7 separate regions of the Mus musculus genome follow, and regions 2, 3, 4, 5, 6 and 7 are each linked to region 1. The links are chromatin contacts, called in public HiChIP or PLAC-seq and promoter capture Hi-C maps. All regions are on one chromosome and are shown on one strand. Each heading gives the region's core, a stretch centred on a gene start, on an enhancer-like site or on the middle of the called end of the contact. The rest is flanking DNA. Distances are from core to core; before and after follow the strand shown.

What was found. Promoter capture Hi-C pulls out the DNA fragments that hold promoters and counts their contacts. HiChIP or PLAC-seq counts read pairs in DNA pulled down with a chosen protein or histone mark. Capture Hi-C pulls out chosen DNA fragments and counts their contacts.
Region 2: a promoter capture Hi-C map of hippocampal neurons shows a contact between it and region 1, with 5 times the contacts expected there. The contact joins the promoter of Kcnj5 here to the promoter of Tirap in region 1. A contact is called at or near these places in 1 of 39 promoter capture datasets (hippocampal neurons), 1 of 484 Hi-C or Micro-C datasets (B cells) and 1 of 115 datasets of contacts at active chromatin or transcription factors (astrocytes).
Region 3: a contact with region 1 is called in an H3K27ac HiChIP or PLAC-seq map of embryonic stem cells, with 8 times the contacts expected there. The contact joins the promoter of Fli1 here to the promoter of Tirap in region 1. A contact is called at or near these places in 2 of 115 datasets of contacts at active chromatin or transcription factors (embryonic stem cells and large pre-B cells).
Region 4: a promoter capture Hi-C map of pre-B cells shows a contact between it and region 1, with 4 times the contacts expected there. The contact joins the promoter of Nrgn here to the promoter of Tirap in region 1. A contact is called at or near these places in 2 of 39 promoter capture datasets (liver and pre-B cells).
Region 5: a contact with region 1 is called in a promoter capture Hi-C map of pre-B cells, with 5 times the contacts expected there. The contact joins the promoter of Robo3 here to the promoter of Tirap in region 1. A contact is called at or near these places in 2 of 39 promoter capture datasets (liver and pre-B cells) and 1 of 484 Hi-C or Micro-C datasets (B cells).
Region 6: a promoter capture Hi-C map of liver shows a contact between it and region 1, with 5 times the contacts expected there. The contact joins the promoter of Robo4 here to the promoter of Tirap in region 1. A contact is called at or near these places in 2 of 39 promoter capture datasets (liver and pre-B cells) and 1 of 9 other capture datasets (liver).
Region 7: a promoter capture Hi-C map of adipose tissue shows a contact between it and region 1, with 3 times the contacts expected there. The contact joins the promoter of Tmem218 here to the promoter of Tirap in region 1. A contact is called at or near these places in 2 of 39 promoter capture datasets (both in liver) and 1 of 9 other capture datasets (adipose tissue).

What each region holds. Positions count from the first base shown.
Region 1 is chr9:35,198,649-35,201,255 of GRCm38.p6, forward strand. Tirap (toll-interleukin 1 receptor (TIR) domain-containing adaptor protein) reads right to left here and starts at 1,317. Exons shown (of 7, transcript NM_054096.2): 1 at 1,209-1,317; 2 at 563-671.
Region 2 is chr9:32,343,066-32,345,672 of GRCm38.p6, forward strand. It overlaps Kcnj5 (potassium inwardly-rectifying channel, subfamily J, member 5), which reads right to left and starts at 1,279. Exons shown (of 4, transcript NM_010605.5): 1 at 1,039-1,279.
Region 3 is chr9:32,540,162-32,542,768 of GRCm38.p6, forward strand. It overlaps Fli1 (Friend leukemia integration 1), which reads right to left and starts at 1,291. Exons shown (of 9, transcript NM_008026.5): 1 at 1,030-1,291. The coding sequence starts at 1,047.
Region 4 is chr9:37,551,420-37,554,026 of GRCm38.p6, forward strand. It overlaps Nrgn (neurogranin), which reads right to left and starts at 1,326. Exons shown (of 4, transcript NM_022029.2): 1 at 1,118-1,326. The coding sequence starts at 1,132.
Region 5 is chr9:37,431,891-37,434,497 of GRCm38.p6, forward strand. It overlaps Robo3 (roundabout guidance receptor 3), which reads right to left and starts at 1,285. Exons shown (of 28, transcript NM_001164767.1): 1 at 952-1,285. The coding sequence starts at 1,111.
Region 6 is chr9:37,400,682-37,403,288 of GRCm38.p6, forward strand. Robo4 (roundabout guidance receptor 4) reads left to right here and starts at 1,291. Exons shown (of 18, transcript NM_001309390.2): 1 at 1,291-1,470; 2 at 1,874-2,206; 3 at 2,471-2,607. The coding sequence starts at 1,401.
Region 7 is chr9:37,206,911-37,209,517 of GRCm38.p6, forward strand. Tmem218 (transmembrane protein 218) reads left to right here and starts at 1,313. Exons shown (of 4, transcript NM_025464.3): 1 at 1,313-1,495.

The DNA of each region.
Region 1 (2,607 bases), core at 67-2,566:
AGTGACTGCCGTAACTTCTGTGCTTGCTTGCTTTGTTTTGAGATAGGGTTTGATAGCCCAGGCTGGCCCTGAACTTACCTCTTCTCACCTCCACCAGCGTGCTGGGATCACAGGTGTCTGCTGTGATAGCCAGCAAGCACAGTTTTTATTTTTAGCTTAGAAAATGTTCGTTTCTGTGCATGGATGTTTTGCCTGTGTGTGTGTGTGTGTGTCTATATATCACTTTCATGCCATGTGCCTGTAGAGGCCAGAGAGGGCATTGGGTCATCCGGAACCAGAGTTTGTGACAGAGATGTTTGTGAGCCACTATGTGGGTGAGGAGATTCAACTAGGGTCCTCTGAAACAGCAGCCAGTGCTCTTAACCACCGAGCCTCTGCTCTGGCCCCAAACACAACTGTTTTAGAAAGCTACTGCACACTATCAAACTGAGCAAAGGTACAAAAGTCACACAAACTCAAAACAGGCCAAAGCTGAAAACAACCATGTTCAGTAAATCGGATGACCAGTCCACAGTCCACCTTTTCGACATGATGTTATACATCAAGCAGCATATGTACGTACATAGACTTACTGTTCTGGATGCAGGTTACACAAGAAAGCCTGTGAAAAGTGGCTTGGTAGGACTCGGGATCTGTGTTTCGGTATGCTGGTTGATATTGTTTCTTAAAGTCTGAAAACAAAGCAAGGCTTCCTCTGAGTCATTCCTGGGTAGGTCTGTCCGATGGAGAACTCCCTACTTCCTTCTCTAGTTGCGCTTCTCGGGTTTCTGGTTTACCTGCCAGCCAGTGTCTGACCTAAGGACCGAACTGTTCCTACTCCCCTAGTCCCTCTGGTACTTGGCACTGTAGTAATCCCTGGTGGATGCCCGTTAAATGACCGTGATAGCAACGCCCAGTGGGTTCTTAACTTTAAATAAAGTGACACTAATGCAGAACTTTGCCACAAAGTCAAGCCCAGAGGGGCCAGGTTATGACAGGGCAGAGACTTCAGGGAGCTAGGGAGAGCCACTTGATGTGGCCGGACTGCTTGAAGCCCAGCCGGACTAACAGCTCCATGCTGGCATCGGTGCCACAGAAAGGTGGCGGCTTTCGGGGGAGTGCTGGACCCCAGATTGGAAGGGGCGGATCAGGGGAGCGTTGTCCCGGGGAAAGGGCTGACTCGGCAGGGCCCGTCCGCCCACCGCCCCGCGTCCCCGCCGCCCGCTCACCTACGCGGCTCCACGCTGCGGGTTGCAGACTCGTCCGGGAAGTGCCCGCGCCCCGGCTCCCGGAAGCTCCTCGGCCACGGCCCTCCCGCCCGCACTAGCCACTCTCCTGCCCACACCCGCCGGCCGGACCCTAGGGGGCGCTCGCCAGTCCGCGTCGCTCAAGATTCCCAGCTGCCTGGTTACGACCCGAGGCTGAACCCAGACACCCGAGCTCCCTGAGGCTGCCGTGAAGCCCTGAGCCGCGGTTTGTCTTGTGTGAGGGCAAAGGGACGAGGAGAAAACTCCAGAAAGGGAGGTGCAGACCTTACCTTCTTTCGCACGGTTGGGGAAAATGAGACTTTCATCCCCTTAAGTAAGGTAGGTTAAGTGGACAAAGAAGCCGGCTAGCCCCTGGGAGGTCCGTTCTTTTACTGGGATATGGGTCCCATTAAGGTTGCTGCCCACAGGCTGGAATCAGTCTGGCCAAAAGTGCTGGCCTTCAGGGCAGGGATTTCCTAATGGCATTTCAACTGCATTTCCAAGGGTACCAAAATAACTGCAAAAAAAGGGTGGCTGGGCAAAGTGTTGGTAAGCCCTGATGAAATATTTAAGTCCTCTGCCTCCACTTCTTAGAGTTCCTGCTGTGAGCTTTGTGAAACGCCAAGGGAATATTGTTATTAAAACACCAACCTAAAACCAACTCACATGAAATACTGCAGGTGGCAGGAGTAGAATGGGCTGGTGTAAGGCCTTATTAGCCCACTCTTGATTTCTTTTTCTCTCCAGCCAAGCCAACCTGTAACTTGTTCAGAGGGAGGCAGTTGATGCCGTGGCGCTGTTCATGAATGATCTTTCTAGGTTTACTCATCAAAATTACATTCTCTGGATGCTGGTGTTGTGAGAGATGAATATTCATAAGAATTCCTGGAAAGCAATTGTGTCTGCAAAGGCTGACTTACTGATTAGAACTGCAGTGAGTTGGAGAGATAGGAATATTGCCTGTCCGGAGGCTCAGCTAGCTCTAAACCCCACGGATCGGCCAGCCATACCTTGAGCAGATCCCTAGCTGCCCAACCCGAAAGCTATCATCAGATAACACCTGAGTCCTACAGCAAAGGTCTCCCCAGCCCCAGTCTTGCTGTACTGCCTCTGCGATGTGCCCGACAATGTATTTTAAACTTGGCTTGATTTATGACTTTGTTCTGTAACAATTTAAAACGTTGTGAAGCTCCTTCCACACTGAAACATGCAGTTTAGGATAACCTAAATCTATATTCCTGGGACGTGGTCACTCAGGTATGGCTCAAGAATAAACCATTTCTTTTTTTTTTTTTTTTTTTTTTTAGCATATCTAAACCCTTTTTTTTTTAAAAGATTTTATTTATTTATTTATTTATTTATTTATTTATGTAAGCACACT
Region 2 (2,607 bases), core at 29-2,528, 2.9 Mb before region 1:
ACCCCGGTTCTGTAAATATTAGCTGCTGTCCCCTGCTTCTCCGCAGGGATTCCCATGCTCGGTGGCCCAGGCAGCTTGCTTAGGAGAAAGAATAGCTACACTTTGGAGTCAGATACTGTGGAGACTCTCCCGTTGTAATCTCAGTTACTCACCCTCTCAGAGCTGCCATTTCTGTGCTGTGGGACAGGCTTGCTAGTCTCCGTTTAACTGAGAAGAGTCACAGTGAGCATTTGCATTCCCACTGTTTGCCTGGTGTTTGAAAGGTTCCCCTCGATAGCGCCCCGGGATCTTGGTATGGATGCTGGGCAGGCTAGAGTCTCCACTGCCTTTTGGGAATAGCCCATGAAATTTCGAGAAGCCAACACTGAACACTGCTCCACAGTCCCAGGCTAGAAACCCCCCTCCTAGTGGCCTGCCCTTGCGTTTAAAGGAGGCCCTGGCAGAATCAGGTGCTACAGAGCAGATCTCCAAGGAGAGCCACCATCAGGAAAATGCTATAGCTTGTCTTCCTCCACCTTTTATCTTTAACCCTTCTTTTGAACAATTGCAGAAATGTTTTCAAAAGAAGGAAAGCATACAGGTAGTGACCAATTCTGAGAAGACTGGTACCGCAAAGCAGTTAGATTAGAAAGCAGCTGGGGCAGAGAGTCTACAGTCCAGGGGGTCGCCCTACCCGACCATCTCTGCCCCCACCTGAAGCTGTTTCTGGGAGCAAGGTTCTCTCTATCTCCTCCCAAGGCCTGGCCAAGCAAGCCAAAGATGGAAGGTTTCAGTCCCGCAGGTATCCTGGTCTGGTTCTGGGAGCAGGGCGTTTATGGTCCTGGGGAGGCTGGACTCCTCATCTTGGGGAGGCCGGCAGCTAAGGCCAGCTTCAGTTTGTTGAACTTTGGACCACCGGATCTTGTTCCCATCCTGTCTCAACCCGACAGGCTCCGGTAGGGGAAAGCCTTCTTTTAGAACCACAGGACACCTAGTGAGGGTCCGGTTTGGGGAGTCGCTGGGCTGGGGGAGGGACGCGAGAGAAAGGAGACAACTTACTTGTAGCGCAGAGAGCTTCTCCGAACCCTTGGGGCTAACTTCTGGAGATCCTTCCAAGGCGGTGCAGGTGGCTCTCAGGGCTCTCCAGGGGATTCCCTAGCCTCAGGCATTGCCTACGGACGGGCAGACGCCCCGAGCCACTCTGGTGTCGCAGGTCCAGCTAGCAGAGGCGTCTAAACCTCCCGCCCCTTCACCGGTCTGCCTCGCCCTTCTATCTAGAGAGAACAGCGGGAGGCTCTCTGCTGTCCCTCTCCTCTCCGCCCTCCTCTCTTCTCCCTCCCCATCTCCTCCCGTCCCCCCGCCCCCCCTCCCGGGTTCTCCTCCCTCTGTCCCCCTACAATTGAATCTCTGGATAGAACGCGATTTAAAGGGCCACAGGCAAAGGAGAACCACAAAGAAAGGCAGCAATGGGAGAAATGCTTGCACAATGGGGTATATGGTGGAGATGGGTGGGGGCTGTTGGTATCGGGGGTCACAGTCACTTGGAAGGAGTCCGGTGCCGGACGCAGGGCCAGAGAGAGCGGGCAGCCTCCTCCCTACTCTCCTGCCCACTACTCCCCCTTCGCCACCTCCCTCCAAGACCTCCTTGTTGATGCTCCTGTGCTTCTGGCCACGCTTAAGCGAGGGTCAGAGACCTGCGCCACCAGATGTGTGTGAGAGCTTCCCGTGAATATGTGGGAAAGCTCACGTGTACATGTGTGTGTGTGATCGCCCGCGTGTGTAAGCGCCCCCGCACGTGTGTGAGCGCCCGCGTGCCTGTGTTTAGAGGGTGCGGAGGAGCAGACAGAAGAAACTCTTAGGGCAGAAAATTCAGGCTCAGAGCCTTGCAAGGGGAGGGGGGAACACCTGCTCAGTCATTCTGGGCACTTTGAGGGGGCTGTTGTCCGAACTTCCCTGCCTATCAAGAAGCCAGATGCAGCAGGTGGGGGACATTCCCCTGGAAGTCCGGAGTCACAGTCTAGGGGGGGACCTTAAGCTGTTACTGGGTCTGGCTCTTGAGACTGGGACCTGATTATAACTGAAGGGGAAAGTCTAGAGAAGGGAGAAGGGAAGTGGGTCTTTTGTTGGAGCATTCTGCTTAGGGTAGTCTATAGGTGAGTGGGAATGGCTATTCATTGAAATGGATATGGCCTTCCCTTGAAAGGCAAGTGAGACCTGAACCATCTTCAGGTAAGGGGGCTGGCCTTTCCTCCCACTCTCTACTTTCTTCTCTGTTCCCAAAAGTTCTTCTTGTAAAATATTAAAACTATAATGTCATTTCTGTTGCAACGTCCTATGTACATGTGTTGAAGGAAAAAGCTTTTCAATGATGGCATTAAAAGGCCCCCGGCCCCCGAACCCCCGTGTTTCCTCAAGGTTCCACCCACCTTCCAGTCCGTTGTACATTATTCTGTTTCTACTTCTCTGCATAGATCTCTTGAATGTATTTCATTTTCTGTGTGACAGCCTCCATGTACAGACCACATTGGCTGCTGCTCTGGGGGTCTGAATATCCTTCCTTCTGGGAATCCACTGTTAGTCTCTACCCCAGCCTAGGTCTTTCTCATTGCAGGCACAAACCCCACTCTC
Region 3 (2,607 bases), core at 41-2,540, 2.7 Mb before region 1:
CTCCTAAGTCCTCTTAGGCTAGTCACGTTAGGGGGTGTCCCTCGTCTCTGCTCCTGGCCCTACTTCCCCCTTTCGGAGGGAGCACTCGGCCTTTCTGAAGCGTGACAGGGAACCCAGACTCACAGGTCTGCTGGTCTGCACTTTGCAACCTAGACCCAAGCTGGGCCGGCGCGGGTGGCGGGTGGGGGTGGGGGTGCAATCGGCAAGCCCCAGGCCATAGACTCTGAACCAGCCACCGCAGGGGGACAGCTGTTGAAGGAGTTTAATTCTTACTGAGAGGACAGCTCCTGGATCCCTTGCTCTAAAGCAGGCGCACGCACAGTGTGCGGGATCTGAGGCACTGAGGAGCCGGAGAGCAAGGAGATTCCTAACCCGAGGAACTGCGAGGCGGGCCCGTTAGCTCCAGGCAGCCGGCGTCCGCAACTGCCGGGCAGCAGCAGTGAGAAGGGGGGAAGAGAAACCGGTCTGGCTGACAAGTAAACAGGGTCTTCCATCTGGACCCGCCGGCTCAGCCGGATCCTCAGACACCCTCCCTTGCACCCCTTGCCCTCCCGCAACTACTCCTCCAACTCGCTCGGAGGGTCGGGGGACCCCAGCCAGAGGCGAACGCTGCTCCTGCCCGCGCAGATCTCGGCCTCTGGCGTGAGGAAGCTGGCCGCCAGACTAGTGCCTGGCGCCGGGGCCAGGTCGTCTGGGTGCCGGGTGGGAACCGACCCGGCGATCTCCCGCCCGAGACTCTGCTCCGCGCCCCGGGTCCCCAGGTTTCAGCTGCCGGGTCTCGCAGCCCCTTCGGGCGGCACAGTGGGAGCCTGCGGGATTCCACAGTGGCGCAAGGAGTGAGGGGTAGATCGCCCTGGGCGGGAAGGCTGGCCGGCCTCCTCGGAATGGGGGACTCGCCACCCGGAGGAGACCGCGCGAAGCCGGGGCGCGGAAGGAAGGGAGAGCGGCCACGTCTTCCGGGACCCCGGCGCCCAGCCCTCCCGCCGCCCCGGTCGGCCCTCTCCCCGCGCCCACTGCCCAGCCGCTTACCTTAATAGTCCCGTCCATTTGGCCAAGTCTGCAGCCGAGCCCCCCAATATTCCACACATTGACCCGGTTACAGCCTGACCTCGTAGCCCCTTCAGATTAGCCCGGCGCGGCCTCTTTGGCGCCCTGGGCCCTCTCTGAGTGCCCCCTGCGAGCGCCCTGCCCTCGCTCCCCTGTGCACGTTTGTTGTTGTAGCGGATCGAAAAAGAGACAGTTAACCGGATGAAACTTTTTTTCAGCTAATTTTGGGAAGTGACTTCACTTTGCGATCGGGGAGGAAGTCCTATCTCTCTCTCTCTCTCTCTCTCTCTCTCTCTCTCTCTCTCTCTCTCTCTCTCTCTCATCTCGCCCTCTCCACTCTCTGCTCTCTCTTGTCTTCCCTCCCCCACACCCCCTCGTCCTCTCCTCGCCCTGCTTTTCGCATCACTCGCTATATAAATATACGCGGGATGCCCAGTTACATTCATGCACTGCGCACACAGGATACTTGCTCCTGGGAGATAAGAGCTGGCCAGGAACAATGACGGGGTCCACGCCCAGTATCCGCTCCCTGATTCCTGAAGTCTGCAACTCCCCCATCACCTTCCCCCCAAATCCAAAGCCAAACGCCTCTGGCCTCTTTCCTTTCCCTTGGGCCTTTGGCCGAAGGTGGCCCTCCTGACTCATTCACTTTCCGTTTCTTCCCACAGATACATTCATTAATGCTTTTTCCAGCCGGAGTCAAACTTTTTTGGGGATGGGAGGAAGACGGCGGAAGAGTTTGTTAGAACAGGGGATAACCTGGCGATGCTGACCGCCAGGGGAGATTCGGATGCAGATCAAGGCAAACCTACTATTTTTAAAAAGGAAGGAAGGAAGGAAGGAAGGAAGGAAGGAAGGAAGGAAGGAAGGAAGAAAGAAAGAAAGAAAGAAAGAAAGAAAGAAAGAAAGAAAGAAAGAAAGAAAGAAAGAGAGGAGCCGAAGAGAGTTTTTGCATCTAAGCGCTGGTCTCCGGATAGGCTCAAAGCGAATTCTGGGTCCCGCGGACCTGACCTGTCAAGGGCTCAATACCTCAAGCTTTGTTAGCAGAGAGATGCCCATGCTTTGGCGCGCCTCGACTCCGGGCTCCACAGCCCGCTAAGGAGGTAGACCAGCCACAACCTAGGCTTTTTGAGTTAAATTCTCTCACCTATCAGGACCCGACGGCCCAAGTTCTTCAATACCATCGCAGCCCCCAAGGAACTGACACCAGGGCGAGCTTGCCCTCCACACTACGCAGCAGGACCCAGGAGCGCGGCGAGCCGCGGCTCAGCAGAGACCCCACCTTGGATGAGAACGGGCAGTCTAAGGGTCCAAGCTAGGGACTGTCATTCCCAACCAGCGGCGTGGCCCGCTTTACCGGCTCGGTTCTTTCTGCTATCCCCCGCGCCTCCCCTGCTGGACCCAGGAGCTCTCTTGTTAAGGCTTCTCTGGGGTATCGGCGCTGGCGGCCTGACTCCCATCTCCCAGACTTTGAAAACAGGTTACCTTTTTCCACGCTCTTCAGACCACGCTGTGGACTTTCTCACTATTATTTAAGAGTCCTCCCGGGAAAAGAGGGGA
Region 4 (2,607 bases), core at 76-2,575, 2.4 Mb after region 1:
TGGGGAAAAAAAATCACATTTCTAAGCCCCATTTGTACAACTGTAAAAGACCTACCTACCTGGGGTGATCAGGCACTCTGGCAGCTGTTATTTATTTAACAAGAGTTAAAATGTCAGCAATGGCTTGCCCCTAAGTTCTCACTGCGTCTTGGACACTGGGCATTGGGAAGTGTCACCTCTCAAAGATATGGGCTATTCCTCCCTTCCAAACTTATTTATTTTGCACATTGTGGGAGAAAGGTGGGGTTCCTGCTGTCGTTAAGTAACCTCTGGAGTCTTTAGCCAGAGTGACAGAAAGAAAACACTAGGAATTTGGAGTCGTCTCTTTCCTTAGATCGGAGGCTAAGAATAAGCAAACACGTTTTATATAGGTATGGGTCACTCAACTCCTTTAGCCAGCTAGGAGCCAGGACCAGTGCTGGATGCCTTCATACAAGAGCCCTTAACAAGATCTGCTTTGGCGTTAGGCACTTGCAGCATCCAGTTTCCGTGTAGGCGCTGATAGACACTTCCTCCCCTTGCCCACAGGGCCCTCTCACGGTCACTCACCCAGCACCTTCCAAAGGAGAAGGTTTTGGGGGCTGAACCAGCTCCACCCCAGAACCACACTGACTAGGTTCTTTCCTGCCCATCACCACCAAGACCAGGGTGGATTCTCCCCGACTTCGCCACATAAGGGCTTAGACGATCATCTGAGGGTCGTGAAGATCTTGCCACAGTCCGCGACAGCAGCAGTGGGATAGGAAATCGTTTGGGGGCCAAAAAATACCAAGGGAAAGGACTAGCACACCAGCAACTTTCCTGTGTCTCCGTGGGGGAAGTTCCACCTCTCGTCTAAGCAGCAGCTTTCCTGCATGAAAGCTCTGCTCAGATCCAGATACAACCTAGATTGTCTGGCCCATGGGCGCTCAGACGCCCCCGCGAGCTGGGGAGCATTTTCCCCAGGGCTTGGCTCAGATCAGGCAGGCGCCTTCCATCATCCAATACAATATTTCAGCACCATTCTTTCCCACATTGTTCCTAGGTCTTCCGCACCCACTTCCATCCCTCACTCACCCCCCAGGGGTTCTCGTGTGCCCCTTGCCCCAGAACACGCTGAGTTCAAGTATGGACTTACCGTGCAGCAGTCCATTGCCGGTGTTGAGGGTCCTTGGCTGGGGTGGAGCCTGGCGCAGAGCGGGGGTGGGTTTGTACGATGCTGGGTGGCAGCTCAGGGGCTGTCGGGCACTCCCCGACCAGCGCAGAATCCTTGCAGAACCAGCCTCTCTCCTCTTGGGTCCGGTCTCCCGCGCTCCGCAACTCTTGCGAATGTAACCTGAGCCCTGCGGCCTCGAAGCCAATCAGAAGACACTTTCTGCAGGGTGGGCGGGGAGAACTGGAGCGAGGACCACTCCTTCTCTCGACTCTCTCCGCCTCGCTCGCTTTGGTGCTCCAACCTCTCCACCTACACACTTCCATCCATTCCTCCTACACACCCCATCTCCCAAATTCACCCCCCCCCCCGCTTTCTAAGTCGCAGACTGCCAGGCAGATGTACGTCGGAGTAAGCACAAGGCCTCCAACATCCAGGGCACAAATACACATCTGGGTGCAGCACGCCCTACCGCCCATAGATAGAAAACCACGAACCTCACCCACCTCCCTGTTCTAGAGTCCCAAACATTACTCCCTCTATTTCCCCTCTCTGCAGAGATGCCCTCCTCACTCTAGTTACAGAGAAACCTGATGGTAGACAGCCTACATGATGGGCACATAGTGACATAGACGCTCCAAGCCTCATGCATCCATACATACTCCCAGGCGGGGTGGTGTGGTGTATCTTCCCACATACAGACACTGCAGACACAATAGGCAAAAACAACTCCACAGGGCCGTGTCCACACACCCTGTGAAGCACAGGTAAACGGTAGACCTCCTGTTAGTTAGCACATAGACAAAAATACCTGCATTCTCACTGCTGGCAATGTCTGCACTAAGTGTTTTCTTTTTAAAATTTTTAGCAAGAACACTGTATTGTCACACGTTGATTCTACGTATTAATTGATTCCATTGTGACCTACTTGTGCCCTTTAAACCATGTTCACCTGGTTACCCTCTTTTGCCCCTTCCCACTCCTGATAACCCCTACTCTTTCCACAAGTATCCCTTTTATTGCCATGTCTTTTTTTTTGGAATGGGGGGGTGTCGAGAAGGAACCCATTGAATTTTGTTAGTGTTGTTTATAGGAGCACGGGCAAGGGCTTCTTTACAGCATTGTAGGCACTGTACTAGTGACTGCACCCCTAAAGTAAATGTCTCTCCCTACCTCACCAACTATTAATTGTGTATAAATCTTCAGGGTGGGGTGGTACCTCATAAGCCCCTCCTCTTTCCATGATAGAGTGTTAATGGGCCCACTCTTGTGGAGATCTTGTGCAGGTGATCCAGCTGTTGTTAACTCAATAGCCAAGTCATGACTGGAAATCATCATTCCATACCTCACCCCCCTTCTTCTGGTTCTTAAATTCTTCCTACCCCTTCTTCCATGATGTTTCCTGAGCCTTGGAAGTATTGGTATATATGTGTCCTCTCTATGACTTGGCATCCAATAGCCTCTAATTCTCAGTA
Region 5 (2,607 bases), core at 35-2,534, 2.2 Mb after region 1:
CACAGCCGAGGGCTCTCTTTCCCTGGAATTTCTTCCCTGTCATTCCTGGTCTCCAGAGATGCTTCGACAGCAGCCTAATGAATAGCTAATGGCCATGCAAATAGGGCTCTGGGGCTCCTCCCTTGCACCTGAGTACGGGGGGGGGGGGGAGAGAGAGAGAGAACGAGAGAGAGAGAGAGAGAGAGAGAGAGAGAGAGAGAGAGAGAGAGAGAGAGAGAATCCTTTCATCTTTTAGAGACTGCAAAGGTGGACCATGTCCAGAGTCCGGGGCCCTAGCCTAAGTTGGGCAGAGGCTTCCAGAGGGAGAGTTCCTGACGTAGCCAGCAGGGAGCGCGATCAGGCCTCTCTCCAGACTGCCTGCAGCGCTCAGGGGGGGCAGCGCTGTCTCAAGTTATTTATTAATCACTGTAATTAGCAGTAACGACCTCGCCATCGCTCTGCCAGGCTGGGTCAGCTGTGAGTCTCACTGGGGATACAAACTTAATACTAAGTTTCCTTGAGAAGATTGCTGACTTTGACCCTCCGCGTAAAAACACCTACAAAGTTGGGGGCTTTCCCACCCTTGCTCTGAGTGAGGTTTTTGAAAACTTTAGGTCCTGGAAGTGGCATCTGCTACTTGGGTGGATCACCTAGTGCCCGGTTTAGCCTTGGCCGACTGGCGACATCGTGCCCTGGTCTAACCTTCCTTCTTAGCTTGGAACTTGCCCTTTACATTTCTCCCACCTGGGGTGGGTGTGGTAGGTGGATAGTAGGAGAGATGAGGAGAAAGGGGCTCAGCAGCCCTCCACCACAGGCAAATACACCAACTCAGACGCTCCTTTGGGACCCCACTTCCCAGGAGGGCCCTGACAGGCGCCCCTGGGTCCTGGAAAAGGAGACCTTCCGTCTTCCCTTCCAAGCAGCCCTCTCATCCCGATCTCCAAATCTAAGGTCCCCATCGAACAGTCTCACCATTGAGAGAGGGATCTCCAGGAGGAAGCAGACTAGGGTTGAGCGCTGCCAGCGAGGAGTTGAAGCCGAAGAGTAGCTCGCTGGAGTTGGAGATGTCCCTGGCCAGGGAGTCCGCGAACAAGTTCATCTGTAGTAGTGTTTTAAGCAGGTAGCGCAGCATAGCGCAGCCCGCCTGGGTCTTGGGCAGGGGCCTCGGAGCCCAGCCCTTGGGTCTGGGACCCGCGGGCCGGGAGCCGTAAGCCCCTCCACAGCCTTTGCGCGCTGCGGCAGCCACGATGCCGCTGTCCTGCAGGCGTGCCTGGGTACCGGCCGTGCCTCTGCGCGGGCTGTCCTCCTTCGCTGGTTCTTCTCTCCACCCCCCCCCCCCCCAGTGCCAGAATCCCCTGGGAGCTGGGCGGGCGGAAAGCAGGTGCCACTCGGATCACGCCGTAATTAAGGGCTTAATCCGCCTTCCTCCATATCCCCACCTCCACCAGGATGGCCACTAACAGGGCCGCGCGCAAGTTAGAGTCCCCGCCCCACACTCCTCTCATCAAATGTTGCTCTGAACCTGGCGGGAGAGTCTCTCTCTCTCTCTCTCTCTCTCTCTCTCTCTCTCTCTCTCTCTCTCTCTCTCTCTCTCTCTCTCTCCCCCAAGACGCGGACTGAGCCTCTGTCAGACTCAGCCCTTCTTTCTAAAATTATAGCAGGAATTATTTCCTTTCTCGGACGTCAGGGAAACTGAGGCATTGGGAGAGCAGACACTGTTGAGCTCTCAATGTCCCAGCTTCCAGTGCCTTTCAAATTCTGGGTCCTGGAAACGTGAGCGCAGGGTGCTAGGATACCTGGGAGTGGGGGTGGAGGGGAAGAAGAGAATTCCACCGCTGGATCACCTCTCGCCCCACGTGCGCGTCCGATTCCTCCTAATCCTGTGGCTTGCCACTAGGAACCCACAGGGATACAGAGATCCAACTTGACCTGGAGTCCTGCTCCAGATGCGCCCCCCCCCCCGCCCCGTCAGGAAATCCTGCCGGGTGCTCAGAACTGAGTAAAATTGGAGGAGACCCCGAGAATCCAGGCAGCACGCACCTATTAGCATAGTGCATTGCTCCACTATGACGTGTTTTAGGAAGTTGTTTGACAGTTTTGAAGAGACCAAAAGTCTAGAACAAAGGAAGCAAAGTGTCACAGACCGGGTGAATGCCAAATTGTGTGAAACTGCTGGAACCAGATAACAGCTGTTTATCCTCCCGGTCGGGGTGAGGTGGGGTGGGGTGTGCAACAGGAAAACCAAAGCCCCGGTTCTGTCTCGAATAGGGGTTATTTTAGCCTTGGAGATGTTGCAGCCAACCATCTTTGCTTTTGCCCCTCTCCTGCACACACTTTCTCTAGACTGGAAATGATGTTGAATGTGGAGCAAGAGACCGTGGCTTTCCCATCCTGTAGGTTCTGTGGACAAGTAAGTGTTTGGATTGCTCTTAGGCTATGTAATCGTGCAGCGGCTGCTTCTGATATGTAAGGGGACACCTGCACAGGAAGACAGCTCAGAGCGCTATATGCTACTCAATTCCAGGGTGGAAGATGAAGCTGTGGCAGATTCCAAACCAAAAGCAGGTCAAGAGTAGAGGAACATGGCCCCACCAACCAGTTTGTCTCTACAATCCAGTGTCCTGCCCA
Region 6 (2,607 bases), core at 41-2,540, 2.2 Mb after region 1:
AGGAAGGGAGAAGGGTCAGCTGTGTTAGGGGCCTCCAGACAAGCTGGCCAGAACAATGAAGAACAAAGCCTGCACGCTTTTCCGCTGAAGCTCAGAGCCTGGCCTTGGCCTTCTGTGAACAGCTCTAGGAAATGGCTGAGATTCCAGATTTGGAAGGAAGAGACTGGTAAACAGGAGCTGGGCTCTGAGGAGAAGGCAGTCTCTCTGGGTTTCAGGGAGGAGCCAATACAGTCAGCTTAGTTGTTGTGTAGGTTGTGTGCTATGTAGCCATAGAAGACAGGTGTCAGACCAGGCCAGCCTTGGAAGGCTTCATTACGACCATCTTCCCCAATCCTAGAACCCATCCCACTGATGATGCTTCAGAGAGTTTCAGTGGTGGGATGTGCACAAAAACACAGGTGATACCCCTGTGTCCATACCTAGTCTATCTCATGCCTAATCTCATTCCAGTTTTACTCTGGATCTGAAGGTGGTGTCTATTATTAATATCCCCATTTTACAGGTATGAAAACTGGCTTTGAGGATGAAGGAATCTGCCCAAGAGCCCACAGACATCATTTCCAAATCTTTTGATGAAAATGCGTACATAGTCCATGGGTTTTCTTTTTCTTTTCTTCTTTTCTTTTTTGAGACAGGGTTTCTCTGTGTAGCCCTGGCTGTCCTGGACCTCACTCTGTAGACCAGGCTGGCCTTGAACTCAGAAATCCGCCTGCCTCTGCCTCCCAAGTGCTGGGATTAAAGGCGTGTGCCACCACTGCCCAGCTAGTCCATGGGTTTTCAAAGCTTAAGGTTCTGAGTCATTCCTACTTTCTAGCCTCCCAAGACTCAGTCTACCTGCTCCTGGGGATTGGACCAGAGATAGACACTTGCTACCTCCTGACCCCCATGTGCCCCTTGCTTTCTTGGCCTGTAAGCCCTTTGGACTCTATCTTCAGCTCCTTACTCCTATGTCTGAGGCTCAACCTCTGGTCTTCCTCCTCCTCTATTAGGTGGCTGGCTAATGGGAAAAAGCCGATAGAGACCAAGATTAAACATATGCTTTGAACAGAGCTGTGGAGTTGGCAGATTGTATGGGTACAATTGGGATCAGTGTGAGGATTTCATTTAAGAAACCCTAACTCAGACATGAAGTAAACCCTTAGCCTGCAGTTAGCATCCCGGGGATTACAGCTGAAGTGTAGAGGTCAGAGAGTTTCTCACCTCTGGTCCCCTCCCAGTTCTCTAAGGCATGAGGGCCAGGCAGGAAGCATCCGTTTCCTCAAAGCTGCTTCCCTACTGGGACAGAGTCTCAGTCACAAACAACTACCACCACCCCACCCCTCCCTTTCTTCCCTTACTGCTGTGAGCTCAGAACAACCGGACAAAAGTGTATGGGACAAGGAGAGGAGCCGAGAGCAGCCATGGGCTCTGGAGGAACGGGCCTCCTGGGGACGGAGTGGCCTCTGCCTCTGCTGCTGCTTTTCATCATGGGTGAGTAGGGCCCTCCCTCTCCTAACCCACGCTCCTGGATTCATGGCAGGATCCACGGTCTGGATCCAAAGCCAGCAGGACAAAGGAGCATCTCTGTTGTCTGGTGCCTTTCTTCTAGTTAGCAGTGAAGTATCAGAGACAAAGATGGGGGTTGAGAGAGAGAGAGAGAGAGAGAGAGAGAGAGAGAGAGAGAGAGAGAGAGAGAGAGTGTGTGTGTGTGTGTGTGTGCGTGCAACAGAGAAAGAGCTATGCAGATCTTGACCTATGGACTCAGACCTTCTCCCCTCCTAGTTAGCTTCTTATTTGGAAATAAATGTTCAGTAAGATAAGCCTACACAAGACTACAGATTCCTACACAAGACATAGAAGGGGTGCAGTACAGGAGTCTCTCTTTCCCTCTTAGGAGGTGAGGCTCTGGATTCTCCACCCCAGATCCTAGTTCACCCCCAGGACCAGCTACTTCAGGGCTCTGGCCCAGCCAAGATGAGGTGCAGATCATCCGGCCAACCACCTCCCACTATCCGCTGGCTGCTGAATGGGCAGCCCCTCAGCATGGCCACCCCAGACCTACATTACCTTTTGCCGGATGGGACCCTCCTGTTACATCGGCCCTCTGTCCAGGGACGGCCACAAGATGACCAGAACATCCTCTCAGCAATCCTGGGTGTCTACACATGTGAGGCCAGCAACCGGCTGGGCACAGCAGTGAGCCGGGGTGCTAGGCTGTCTGTGGCTGGTGAGGCTTGGGAGGGTAGGCCCAGGGGGAAGCAGAGTTAGGCTGAGATGCTTGTGTCCAGGGAAATACGAGAGTCTGTCTGTGAAGGGAGGCAGGGACTGAGGGTCTTGGGATGGAGAACTAGGTTAAACTAGAGATAGAGGGGCAAGGAAGTGGTAGAGCAGAATTGGGTAAGCATGTTCGGATAAGCCATCCATGTTAGGATGTTAGAAGGACTCAGGGTGGGTAGACGTGCTTCCTGCTGATTTGCTGACTTCCCAATAGTCCTCCAGGAGGACTTCCAGATCCAACCTCGGGACACAGTGGCCGTGGTGGGAGAGAGCTTGGTTCTTGAGTGTGGTCCTCCCTGGGGCTACCCAAAACCCTCGGTCTCATGGTGGAAAGACGGGAAACCCCTGGTC
Region 7 (2,607 bases), core at 63-2,562, 2.0 Mb after region 1:
GTGTTCTCATGTGTGCTATCCTCTGGAGTAACTAACTATAAATTAGATCTACACCTTGTGTCCTTGACCTGCCATTACAAAACTATGTAAAACTCATTAAGACAAGAGTAACATTTTATTTCTTGTGTATCCTCTCAGTTTCTAATAGTACATAGTTACAGTAACAATAGCATAGCTCCTCAATAAGGCAGCTAACGTTCAGTCGTTAAAGAGGTAAGGACCTATAGGTCTCTACAGTCAAGAAAACTGAATCAGCCTCCACTTCATTCATAATTCAGAAAAAGAGTGCACTGAAAGCCAGGCTAGTGACTCATGCCTTCAATACCAGTACTAGGAAGGCAGAGGCAGACACATCTGTGAGTTCGAGGCCAGCCTGGTTGACATAATGAGTTCCAGGACAGCCAGGGTTACATAGTGAGAATCTGGAGAGAAGGGACGGGACGAGAGAAAGAAGTAGAGGGAGAGAGGGAGAGAGGGAGAGACAGACACAGAGACAGGCAGGCAGTCGAGCAGGCAGATAGAATACATCCAGGCCCAATTTTGTCTAAGGACACAGCTTCCAGGACCGCAGTTCACAAATCTTATATTGCTTTTGTTTTCCCTTCACGCTTGCACGACGAAGGATGCAAACTTTGACCGGTTTCCATTCACTGGCCTGATCTTTTGATCAGACACCCTATAGCCTGCATACAAAATCTTGACACATTCTGGGTAGCAGTTAGGGAAGAACACTCTTCCACACATGTGGACCAGCTGCCAGTATAGGGTGGCAAGAAGGGAAAAGGGTTTATGTGACCTCGGGCCTCTTCCCAAGTCTGTCTCTTGGTTTCATTGATCCTTGCCTTGTCGGTACATGTCAAAACCTAAAGGAAGAAAAACTACCAATAAAATAAGGCCCAGTAAGGAGAATGTGTTGTTATTTTAACTAGTGATCTGCATTCAATTCAGGAGGGATTCTAGGGATCCTGAAATGCCAAGCCGATTTGATTGTCCCCACAATCCCAGGCTCCTGCGGACTGGTCATCAGATAGATAGCGGGGCAGGAATTGGTGTCTAGACCGCGGAACAGCTCTCTGTGATCGGTCGGAGCAATCTCAATCGCGAAAGCAAGAAGCTATTAAACGGTCTTCCCGTTGTTGTCCAAGGGTTTAATCCTTACCAAGGTGTGATTGACAAGCATTGCTATCCAATTGAAACTGAGGACAGTACATATAGACCAATGGGAGGACGTAAAGGAGACTGACGTACACACCACCCACCCACCACGCTTTGCGTTGCCTGGAGCCACAGCCAACGTCAGCTATTGAGGACGCCCTTAAGTGCTGAAAGGGCGGCTTTGATTGGTCCATCTTAAATTTCTTAAATGAGCCCCTACTTGTGATTCGTCCAAAGTAGACCAAAGCCTGGATGAAGGGGACAGAGAGCGAGGGGTGAGTCCTGGTGAGGAACCTGAGAGCCGGGTGAGGACCGGAGGCTGGCCCCAGACGCCTGGAAGGTGAGGGCGGGAGGCGCGCGGGCCACCGAAGGTCATCCTGGCCGCAGGCCTGGGATTACTGCTCAGTCCCCAGTGTTCCCAGCTGCGGTGCTGGGAGCTGATGTGTGGTGAACCCTGCAGACTGAATCGCTGCCTGCCCAGTAAAAAGGGCAGGACGCTGAAGCACCCTCTTTCTGTCAGTCAGGTGTCACCTGGTCTTTAGGGGTCGTGACATTTGATTTTGCCCAGAGGTGCATGTGATTAACCAACAAAGATTAGGAGGCATTAGCCTAATGTTTTAAAACCCAAACGAGGCTGAAGTTTCTAAAGTAGGAAAAAAAAAAAAAGTGTAGGCTCTCACTCCTCCAGTTTGTTGATTTTGGGGATAGGCCTTGCTCAATATCCCCGGCAGGCCTCAAACTTATGGTCGGTCCTCTTGCCCCACCCAGCCTTTTGAATGCTAGGATGACAGATGTGTACTACCACATCAGGCCATTCTAACTATTTTTGAAGGTTTGGAATAAGCAATTAAAAAAAAAAAAAGTTAAAAAGAGAGCTGGGCGTAGTAGTGGCGTTAATCTTTAGTCCCAGCAGGCTGGAGGCACAGGCAGTCAAATCTTTGTGAGTTCGAGGCTAGCCAAGTGTACAAAGCTTTACCCGGGAAAAAAAGATATCTCCAGAAAGGCAATCCTGTCCAGTAACCTACCATTTCTATTGCGTTCAAGGACTTGGTCCTGAAATTTGGGGTACGGGCAAGGTATCATCCACCAGCAGCCTTACACCACACTGCCTTATCTGTAATTTCCATCTGCCCCAGACAGCAAACTGTCCTCTGAGACAGGTATTAGTTTTCTCCCTTAAGATTCTCAGCTTGTCTTGCAGAGGTGGCCCATGCCTTTAATCACAGAGGCTGAGAGTTCTCTGAGTTTGAGGCCAACCTGATCTAGTTCCAGGACAGCCAAGGGTACACAAAGAAACCCTGTCTCAAAAACCAAAAACAACCAAAGATCCTCAGCCTGGTGGTGGGCAGGATTTTCATCCAATGAACCCAGGGTGCAGGATGTTTGTTTCTTTGTTTGTTTGTTTTCCCCTGGAAATTGGGTGAAAGGGGCTGTCAAACCAACCTTAGGTGG